Linked DNA regions of Zea mays: regions 2 and 3 are each linked to region 1. A link is a contact called in public Hi-C data. All regions are on one chromosome and are shown on one strand. Each heading gives the region's core, a stretch centred on a gene start, on an enhancer-like site or on the middle of the called end of the contact. The rest is flanking DNA. Distances are from core to core; before and after follow the strand shown. Region 1 holds the start of LOC103640151 (subtilisin-like protease SBT5.3). Region 2 holds the start of LOC100282214 (chlorophyll a-b binding protein 8). Region 3 overlaps LOC103638812 (a long non-coding RNA gene).

Region 1 (3,382 bases), core at 742-3,241:
TGAGCTAGCTTACGCGTCTTCCTGCTTGCTGCCAGGATGTATGGCTTGGTCGCCGGTGATGAGCGGGTAGAAGCCTTTCCCGTGCAGCCACCTCGCCGAGAGGCTCACGCCCTGACAAAGCACAAGGCATGTGACGTTACGGTGCATGGCTTTAGGTGTGTGTGCCGCACGTACGCAGTGCAGAAGCGCGCACGCACCTCGACCCTGGTGTGGTTGAACACGGCGAAGGCCGAGAACTCCCTGTCGACGGAGCTGGCGGCGACGGTGAGGATCCACGGCGCGACGTTGGTGACGGTGCCCAGGTCCGGGCCCTCGTTGCTGGCGGAGCAGACGACGGTGACCCCCGCCTTGACGGCGTGCAGCGAGCCGACGGCGACGGCGTCGTTGAGGTAGTCAGTGGCGTCGCCGCCGACGGAGGCCGAGATGACGTGCACGCCGTCGTCGATGGCGGTGTCGAACGCCGCGAGGATGTCGCTGTCGAAGCACTCGCTGCCGTTGACGGGGCGGAAGCAGACGCGGTAGGCGGCAACGCGCGCGCGCGGGGACCCGCCCCGCGCCGTGCCTGCGGCGTACCCGAACGCGCTCGCGCCGCGCACGGCCGCCCCGCCCGCCGTCGACAGCGTGTGCGTGCCGTGCCCGTTCTCGTCGCGCGGCGTCTTGAACGCGGCGTCGAGAGGGACGCGCACCTCATCCCCGAAGCCCTTGTTGAAGTAGCGCGCGCCGATGAGCTTCCTGCCAAATCCATCGCCGTCAGCGTGATCAACTCTGGGCCGGCGTTCTAGTTCTAGTACGTTAATTCATAATAATGTGACTGCGATCTGTGAGGTGAACTGGACACCAGACCGGTTGCATTGGAACGCCCTGTCGTGGTCGTTCTGGCAGATCCCTTTCCAGTAGTCTGGGATAGGCCCCATTTCGCCGTCGTCGAAGCTCTCGGACTCCGGCCACACGCCTTCACGAGCAGTCGCAATGTGAGCGAGTCAAATTACAGAGAAGACTCCACAGGCGACGGCGATGCGACAGATGAGATGTACCTGAGTCGAGGTTGCCGATGATGGTGTCCTCGCCGTACCTGGCCTTCTCCCAGGCCGACCACTGCGGGACATCGCCGTCCCTCTCGAGCCCCATGAACTGCCACGACCTCGTCGTGTGTAGCTTGCGGCCCCTGTTCGGGAACACCGACACCACGCCGGGGTACCCTGATATGCATGGCATGTTCACGTACGTGCATCAAGGTTCAGAAAAAAAAAAGAATATAATATCGATCGCGACATATATATAGATAGATCACGAGAGGGTCCGTTCGATCAGTCGGTGGGGGAGTGGGTGCTCACTAGCGATCTCGGCGGCCGCGCCGGGATCGAGGTTAGCGGCGAAGCCATTGATGTGTTTGGTGTACGAGTAGAAGATGGCCTGGCGAGCCTTCTCCCGGCTGCAACGCATCGCATCCACAGTCCACACACATCGTTATATTTGGAACCTCGATCAGGAAGGTTAACGCGGGAGGAGAGCGGGGGCACGGCGCTTACTCCCCTAGGACGGCGCCGAGGAGGTCGTAGTGCGAGTCGGTGGCCCGCCGGGACGCGACCTCCAGCGACACGCCGTCGGCGCGCGGCGGGTGGCCGCCGAGGTACACGACGTACGAAGACCGCGGCTTCCCGGAGACGGAGGCGAGCGCCGCTGGGGTCTGCTGCAGCAGCGAACCGAGCAGGGCGAGGAGGAGGGCGGCAGACGCGACAGCCGTGCTACTCTCCATTCCCGCAACGAGAGAGTGATCGAGGGAGTGAGAGGGATCAGGTGCGCGGCGGCGCGAAGTCCAAAGAGAGGAGTGTGCTCGTCAGTCTTCGTGAGCTCGTGCTATATAGGAAGGAGTAGGAGGGGTGGGAGAGGTGGCGCCCGGCCGGCCGCGCAGCGAGAGGACTCCGTCTTGCTCCGCCCCGACATGGCGGTTTTGCGCGGATCTGACGTGCATCAGTTGCGGTCGCCCAATGGCAACCATCCGTCGGTGCATGCATGGCCGCACCGCATGGGTGCTGCGTGCGAACATCCCTAGTCCCGTGTCGTGCGACGGATGCGTTTTGTTCGACACGTTGGACAACTCCTCGTGTCTCACATTACTCCACTCGTCCAAAAGCTTATGTTGGGCCCAAAAAAGTAGGCCGAGATAGGCCGGCCCATGTTAACATCTTCCGAGAGGGCGACAAAGCCTAGAAGCAAACGAAGTGGCTTGATGGTTGCTTGTTTCTGCTGATGAAGTGGGTGGGTCGCAGGGCGTATCGCACTCTCTAATTAACGCGCCACGTGACTTGCAATTAGCGACACGCGGCCATGCCTAGACTGTTAAGAAACCTACTAGTCTAATACCATACCAAACCTACTCACAGGCTCAACATTACTATATAATAAACTAGATGAGTATCCGTTCGTTACAACGGAAACATATAATAACATGATAACTTATATATAAAATGTGTCTTATATTGTTATAAGAAAATATTTCATAATTCATTTGTGATTCTAGCCATACATAAATTTTGTTATTTTAATTTAGTTGTTTCACTACTACATTGCAACCATAAGTATCATGCAGACTTCGATATATGTCATGATTTGCATGGTCTCATCATTGGAGACCATGTGCCACACCTGCCGGTAGAAGTTCTATCGTACATAGTTAGTCATCAGGCACGCACCACCATACACGCTTCCTTAAACAAAAAAAATGCAAGCGTGTGTTTGCAAAGAGAATTAAAGGCAGGCCGGCACAAAAGCTACCCCGACGATGGCGAATGGTCATTGTTGTCGGTCCTCCTCTGCTCACCTCCGGCGCCGAGATGACGCCACAATCCTTGATATAGTAGTCGTCGAACGCGCACGACATGGTGAGTACCGATGACTCTTGGTTGGGCTGCCAAATGAAGTGCACCATGGGCTCATCAGCGAGGTAGTACACCTAGTCGTTGCACCACCAGATGTGCTACTCCTCTACATACATCTTGTTCGAGGACACTCACACAACAGCAACAATGACTGTCATCCCAGCGCACAAGAATTTATGGCCAGTCAGTAGCGACTTACGTGGCAGGTTGGGCTTCAGGTGGATGATGAGCTAGACGGCGTGATGGCGCCGTCGTTGGTTGCGGTGCCCAGAACAACCCGAGAGTCGTCGACATTGGCGACGACCATGAGGTCCCCATGTTTGACGATGGACAGCGCGGTGCAGCCGCTCTGACCGCGTCCAAGCGGCGGCTGCGCCGGAGCTTGCCATACACAGCGGCGCATGGGCCACATAGAACTACTTCCACAGGTCGAACTGATAGTCGCCATGTTTCTTCTCGTCGTCGATGAGCGACGCCAACGCGAGCGCCTCGTGCTAGTGGTG
Region 2 (3,017 bases), core at 361-2,860, 320 kb before region 1:
ACTTGTTCGTAGATCCTCAAACCCCCAAAACATGGGACTTTAGCTACACCAAATATACTCATTTTTTTACAAGGGACCTTGCTCTCTCTCACTGTCCGCAAATATTGGTGATAGAACAGAATGAAAGCCAATGTTGTTTTTGTCTCTAAGCACACATGCTCCCATGCGCATCACCGTTGGATATACACACAGAGTGCATACTCTCTTCTGCTACAAATACGTCCCACGTGCATCCACCATGGTCATGGCCTTAGGAGAAATTTGTCCGCATCTAGGGAGGAATTGTACATTGATTTACCATGTGCAATACAGTTTCCGGTCTCAATAAGATCAATACTAGTTTGTTGTTACAGGCAGCAGGCTGGCCATGCATGAATCATGACCGATGCAACGCTTCAGGTTCCTTTACAACACGCATGCATCTAGCTTTCCACAGCAAACAACTGGCGGCGGCGGCGGCAGCAGCAGGTATGCTGATGCACCACGTTCTAGTGGAACTTGAGGCTGGTGAGCACGTTGTTGTTGACGGGGTCGGCGAGGTGGTCGAGCAGGTTCTGGAACGGGCCGACGCCGGTGACGAGCCCCTGGATGAAGTAACCGAGGATGGCGAGCATGGCGAGCCTGCCGTTCTTGATCTCCTTGAGCTTGAGCTCATTCATCTCCTTCTCGGTCTTGCCGAAGCCGAGCGGGTTGAAGAGGGGCCCGCCGGGGTAGGACGGGTCGCCGGAGCCGGCGAGGAACTTCTCGAGGCCGAGGAAGTACTGCTTGCCCATGGAGCCCGGGTTGTACCAGTCCTGGAGGCGGCGGTGCTCGGCGAAGCCCATGAGCGCCATGTTGAAGACGAAGAGCGTGTAGGAGTCGGCCCAGTAGTTGTAGGTGCCCGCGGGCGGGATGACGCCCGTCTTGAACCACGGCAGCGCGGTCTCCGGGGGGATGATGCCCATCTTGCCGAAGATCTCCGGGGCGATGGCGCCCACCGCGCCCAGCATGGCGTAGCGGCCGTTGATCACCTCGCCATAGGCCAGCCACTTGGGCTCGATGAAGCCCCCGGTGCCCTCCGGGTCCGAGAGGCCCAGCGGGTCGAAGCCATAGTCGCCGGGCAGCCTGCATGCATGCATGCAGCAGCAACAATGAGGCAGGTGAGCATAGGGTTTCTATCGTCGCTAGCAGAAGGTTTGCTGCGCGCGGGGCGGGCAACGAGCGCAGGTACGTACGTGCCATCGAGGTAGGAGAGGGACTGCTTGGACGCGAACCACAGCTGCCTGTCGGCACCTTGCTGCGAAACGAAAACAATCGAGTCAGCACTCAGCAGTACGTAGTCCTCTCAAGAACGAACGAGCTTGCCATCGTTGAGATTGACGACGGACGGATTACTAGCTATAGTAGGGTACGGCGCACAGACCTTGGCTGGAGGGCTGGAGCTGGCCCTGACGACGAAGGGCGCCTTCCTCGCCGACGACCTAGAGACGGCCGACTGCACGGGGCGGCCCAGCAGCTGCCGGCCGGAGAGGAGAGCCTGGGCCGCCATCGATCAGGCACTGGTGCTTCTTCTAACTTGAGCTTCCGACAACGTACGTGCTTGCGCTCGCGATCGTGTCGATGGCTCGCTGCTCTATCCGCAGTTTGGGAGGAGAGGGGCGCAGAAGAAGAGGCGCGGAAAGTATGTGACTGTGCCACGAGAGGGGTGCGGGGCCCAGGGAAATCTAAACCGCGCCGGGGAGATGAGGCCGCATCCGCGGGGCCACTGGCGCCGCGCCATCTGGCGGGTACGATGGGATAAGGGGCGCCATTCGCCGAGGCATGTGGCTCGCAGGCCTTGGCAGCAGCTGGCCGCAGGAATGCACGCAAGGCTCGACGCTTGGCCAAGATTTTTCCTCCCAAGGAACGCCACGCCCACGCGTATCGTATGGTAGGCTGGTGATGGATGTTGGATAATTTGGCCCATTTGGATGAGGTCGCTTTAGGCTCAAACGAAACCTACAGGGAAAAGCCTACTAAAAACCATCTAAATAACACTGGGATAGTTTTGAAGATGATTTATCATATTGCGTGTCGGTGAGTAGGGATGAAAAATAGATATCTGAATTGTTTGAACAAATTTAATATTTTAAAATAGATATGCAAGAAATTTGATGTTGCTCTTATTATGTTATCAAACATATTATTACAAATAAGAATAAAATTCTGCATAGAATGTTTTATGCATTATTTGCTCTCTACAATAAAAAAATGAATAAATATCTGAATTTGTATCCTGATTATCATTTGAGAAATTATTTGATGCGTACATTTAAGGTTTACCTTTTATGAACCTTTACAAGCTCGATGCTAAAAACAAGAATATAAATATGTATAGCAGATTCTACATCTTATTTATTCGATCAAAAACCTGATATCCAAATAAGTATCTGTTTTCGACTGTTTTCATCCCTACCGGTGAGTTATCGAATATATAATAAAAAAAAAGTCTATGCATTGCTCTAACATATTCAGCGTTGACTATATAATCTCCTTGATAATAAAACCATGATATTATAGTCATTTTGTTAGACTATCCCTAGCAGCTTACTCATCTTCATCTCTTATTTCAAACTCTACTAGTCATATGCTCGTGCATTGCTACAGTTTTTATATATGACATAGGATAAATTTTGTTTTATTAAAGCATAAAAATATGTGTTTTCTATTGATTAGGTGGGTGTGAATGTGGAGCTAACAACCAAGGTTTAAATACCCACTTATACATAATTTCACCTTATTTTTTACATAAAGTGCAAATATAAGGCTTCCCAAAAGGAGGTCTTGCACCCTTGTATCATTTGCCCTTTCAGTAAGAGATAACAAACATTGAATGGTTTCAATGATATTTTTGTTGTCTCCCTGAAGGATATTATGAAGAATCACCTCAAATAATTGTTGGGGTTTTGGTGGTTGCAATATATTTCTATTAAATAAAACAAATCTTTCCAAACTGATCTGAGCATGCCAAGGCAAATGAAGCAACACTACATGCCCCC
Region 3 (3,128 bases), core at 260-2,759, 390 kb before region 1:
CCTCGTGTACCACCTTCAACAACATGTTCACATGTGCTCCTCATGTTCATTGCTGGTCAACATCACATCAACAATAATAACGTGTCCATGGTATCCACATATGCGGGGATAAAACACCATGACGCTTGTGAGCTAGCACCACACATGCAATGAGAGAAATAGCAGGAGTACCTTGGGCACCCACAACCCTAGGGAGAGAAACGACGATGACGACTAGAGCGAGTCTCTAGCATGTTATGCCTTTCATATATGTAGACCTCTTCTAATGGGCTTTTACGCTAAATGACTATTACCATTCTCATAGGTCATGATTGCCTTTTATACATATATTCAACACATAATCCCCAACAAGGTTCTACTTGAACTTGATTATTCCTCCATGTATTAACTTTGTATAGAATAAACAAAGTCTTTCTTTGTAGGATCTGGCCACCACCCATACTTTGATATTGGGTCTATAGATCGAGCCTTCCTCGTAGGATCAATAGATTGGTCGTGAAGTTCTACTAGTAGTTTTGCTATAGCTTTCTCAACTAAGGAAGAATGACCTAGAGCAGTTGAGGCTACATAGGAATTACCAGTTGTGGCAACAAAGTTCTCTAGGATTAGAAATTATCATTTCCACCCTTGCATGCTATTATTCTATATCCACTTCTACACATGAAGAGGTATTCAGTTATACACATGAATAACATGCAAGAGAGCATAGCAGCAACAACAAGAAAAAAGGGGTACATGTGTACATAGGAGTAGCAAGCCAACAACAAGCACCAAGGGGCAGAGGGTAGAACAATAGCATCACGCAAACATAAAGACAACAACTAAGAAACATCAATAAGATAAGAGCATACAACATGTAGTAGATCTAGGCTTCCGGCAACATCAAGCATGACAATCAAAGGCAAAGAAAGAAGATCGAGGACTGTGAAGGTAAGAAGTAGTGAAGTACACTCACCGATGGAGGATGAGCTCAAAACTAGAGAGGCAATGAGGGAGCATAAGGCTTGGTGTAATGGTGTGCTTGTGCCTCTCCCTTGATCCTATTTTGTGTGTTGTGTATAACCCTATTAGACTGAGAAGCCAGAAACCCAGCCCAATTTTTCTCTCCTAAGCCCACTTGAGAATCCTAGAGTGGTCGCTCCACCACCTAATCAAACGATTAATCTCATTTACTCGATGACCAATCAAATAAATGACCAGGTTTTTGGTCGAGGTGGTAGGGTCAGTAGTCTTGGATGGGTAGGAGAACCGATTAGCTCGAGTAATCATGACTAATCTGATGACTTATAAACAGTGAGCATGACTAGTAAAGATAAGTAAAAAAAGCTAGGTCTTTAGTTTTACACAACACAAGGACTAAAAGGTTCTAGAGAAACTTGGCTCATTGTCTCGACAATGAGAAATCACAAGAAATTGTGAAAAGAGTCGGAGGTAACTTGCCCTGTGGAGTAGAGATGAACCAGCAATAGCAGCAGCTCGACCTTGTAGTAACACACAACAATATACCTTGCACCATAGGAGTGTTCACGGAAGCACTTCACAGAAGATCCCTGTTGTGGCCACGTTGCACGGTCCAGTAGCATTGTCTAAGAATATAAAGTCAACCAGCTTTTGGGATTTGAAGACAAAGCTTAAGCAACCCAAGATCTGGTTTCTCTCAACATAAACATATTCCTCCACGAGTAAGTTTCTCCTGAACTTGTCTGCCTATTTTCTGGAAAACAAAGACAATGGTTAGTTTAAGACTTGAATATTCCCAAGTGGCCATACATTGTTTAAAATCATCACACAAGACGTAAAATATTATATATTCCTTAAAACAAAGTTTTCGTACAAAACTGACATCTAGATTCCTTTCTCGAAATTTTTTTCTTTAAAAGGCGTGATTACTAGCTAGTGGGTCCAACGGCCAGCCGTACGTGGGACATGACAGGAACTAGCAGGAACGAGTGATTCCAGCATTCAGATTTGTCCTCTGCCTGAAAACAAGTATTAACAATTGTTCTTTGATTCTTTAAAAAAGAAGCGGTCGTTTCTACTTATTTATGCAAAAAAAAAGAATTCTCCTCTTCAGGACTACTCTTTAGGGCTCGTCCAGGAACCCATTTTTCCAAGGTGTTTATATTTTCTCAAAAAAATTAGTTCATTTTTTCTTAGAAAAATAGAAATCCCTTAAAAAATCGAGTTCCTAAACTAGCCTTTAGGAGGAGAAAATGTTACGAGTAGCTTGCCTAAGAGATAACTACTCTATCCGGTTCAATAAAGCTTACAATTTAAGTTTTTTTAGGAGTCAAAATTTTAAGTTTAATCACTACATAATAACAGTTGAAGGACAGGGCTCATATGGTGGCGAGAAGCCTTTACACTACACTACCTATGTTTAATTAAGTCTCTCTGCGTAGAGATTAAGCTCGTCTCAATTATTCCTTTCTTAGATCTCACTGTGGGAGCTGTTAGCACACCGAACGTTTCACTTTGTACTAATATTTATACTATACATGTCTGATATTAAATAAGTATATTAGATCAATATAGAATATTTTCTTATAGTAAGCTTATTTAGAGACAAATATTAAAAGTATCTTATATAAACTTCACCAGTCAAATTTACGAAAAAATAATTTGTGTAAATATACTTTTTGGACGAAGCGAGTAGATGAATGTAACATGGAGTCATTGGACAGATATGTTATGATACAGTGCCACAAAGGGATTTCATAGAAACGTCAAAAGTTGACAAAAAAAATGAATGTAATGTAGGGAGGGATTATTTCATACATCCAAAGCCAAAGCCAAAGCCAAAGATATATACGTAGGAGGCTATTGCACTATAAGTTTGGTTTAGCACCAATGAGAAATATATAATTAGAACAAAATTTAATCTTGGTCCCCCCTATAAATACTCAACCCAATGCTACAAATCTAGATAGAGGGCATCCATCATTTAGAAAGCAGCACACGCAGAAATAAAAATATGAATGAAATGGAACGGAGCAAGTCAAATCAGTCCCCAATCTATAGATTTATCCTAGCTATAGATAACATATATATTCACAGCATCATAAAAAAAATAATACAGAACAGGCATGCTCCAAAAGGGCAGCTAACAGAAGCATCATGAAGCTTAA

What was found. A called contact is a pair of places that touch in the nucleus more often than the background predicts.
Region 2: a Hi-C map of leaf shows a contact between it and region 1, with 5 times the contacts expected there. The contact joins the promoter of LOC100282214 here to the promoter of LOC103640151 in region 1. A contact is called at or near these places in 2 of 25 Hi-C or Micro-C datasets (both in leaf).
Region 3: a contact with region 1 is called in a Hi-C map of tassel, with 2.5 times the contacts expected there. The contact joins the enhancer-like site here to the promoter of LOC103640151 in region 1. A contact is called at or near these places in 2 of 25 Hi-C or Micro-C datasets (ear and tassel).

What each region holds. Positions count from the first base shown.
Region 1 is chr9:108,137,537-108,140,918 of Zm-B73-REFERENCE-NAM-5.0, forward strand. It overlaps LOC103640151 (subtilisin-like protease SBT5.3), which reads right to left and starts at 1,992. Exons shown (of 10, transcript XM_020544048.2): 1 at 1,530-1,992; 2 at 1,335-1,432; 3 at 1,035-1,199; 4 at 844-952; 5 at 198-732; 6 at 14-111. The coding sequence starts at 1,756.
Region 2 is chr9:107,817,902-107,820,918 of Zm-B73-REFERENCE-NAM-5.0, forward strand. It overlaps LOC100282214 (chlorophyll a-b binding protein 8), which reads right to left and starts at 1,611. Exons shown (of 3, transcript NM_001155126.2): 1 at 1,403-1,611; 2 at 1,215-1,276; 3 at 297-1,104. The coding sequence starts at 1,528. The coding sequence ends at 489. It also overlaps the pseudogene LOC103640149.
Region 3 is chr9:107,746,107-107,749,234 of Zm-B73-REFERENCE-NAM-5.0, forward strand. LOC103638812 (a long non-coding RNA gene) reads right to left here. Exons shown (of 2, transcript XR_559042.3): 2 at 1,285-1,714. Among protein-coding and RNA genes, the nearest start is that of LOC103638812, 5.3 kb to the right of the region's middle. Within about 2 kb of position 1,510, at least 11 of the 20 cell types and tissues checked have an H3K27ac peak or open chromatin away from gene starts, as enhancers often do. A contact at or near this core is called in ear and tassel, where this site is marked.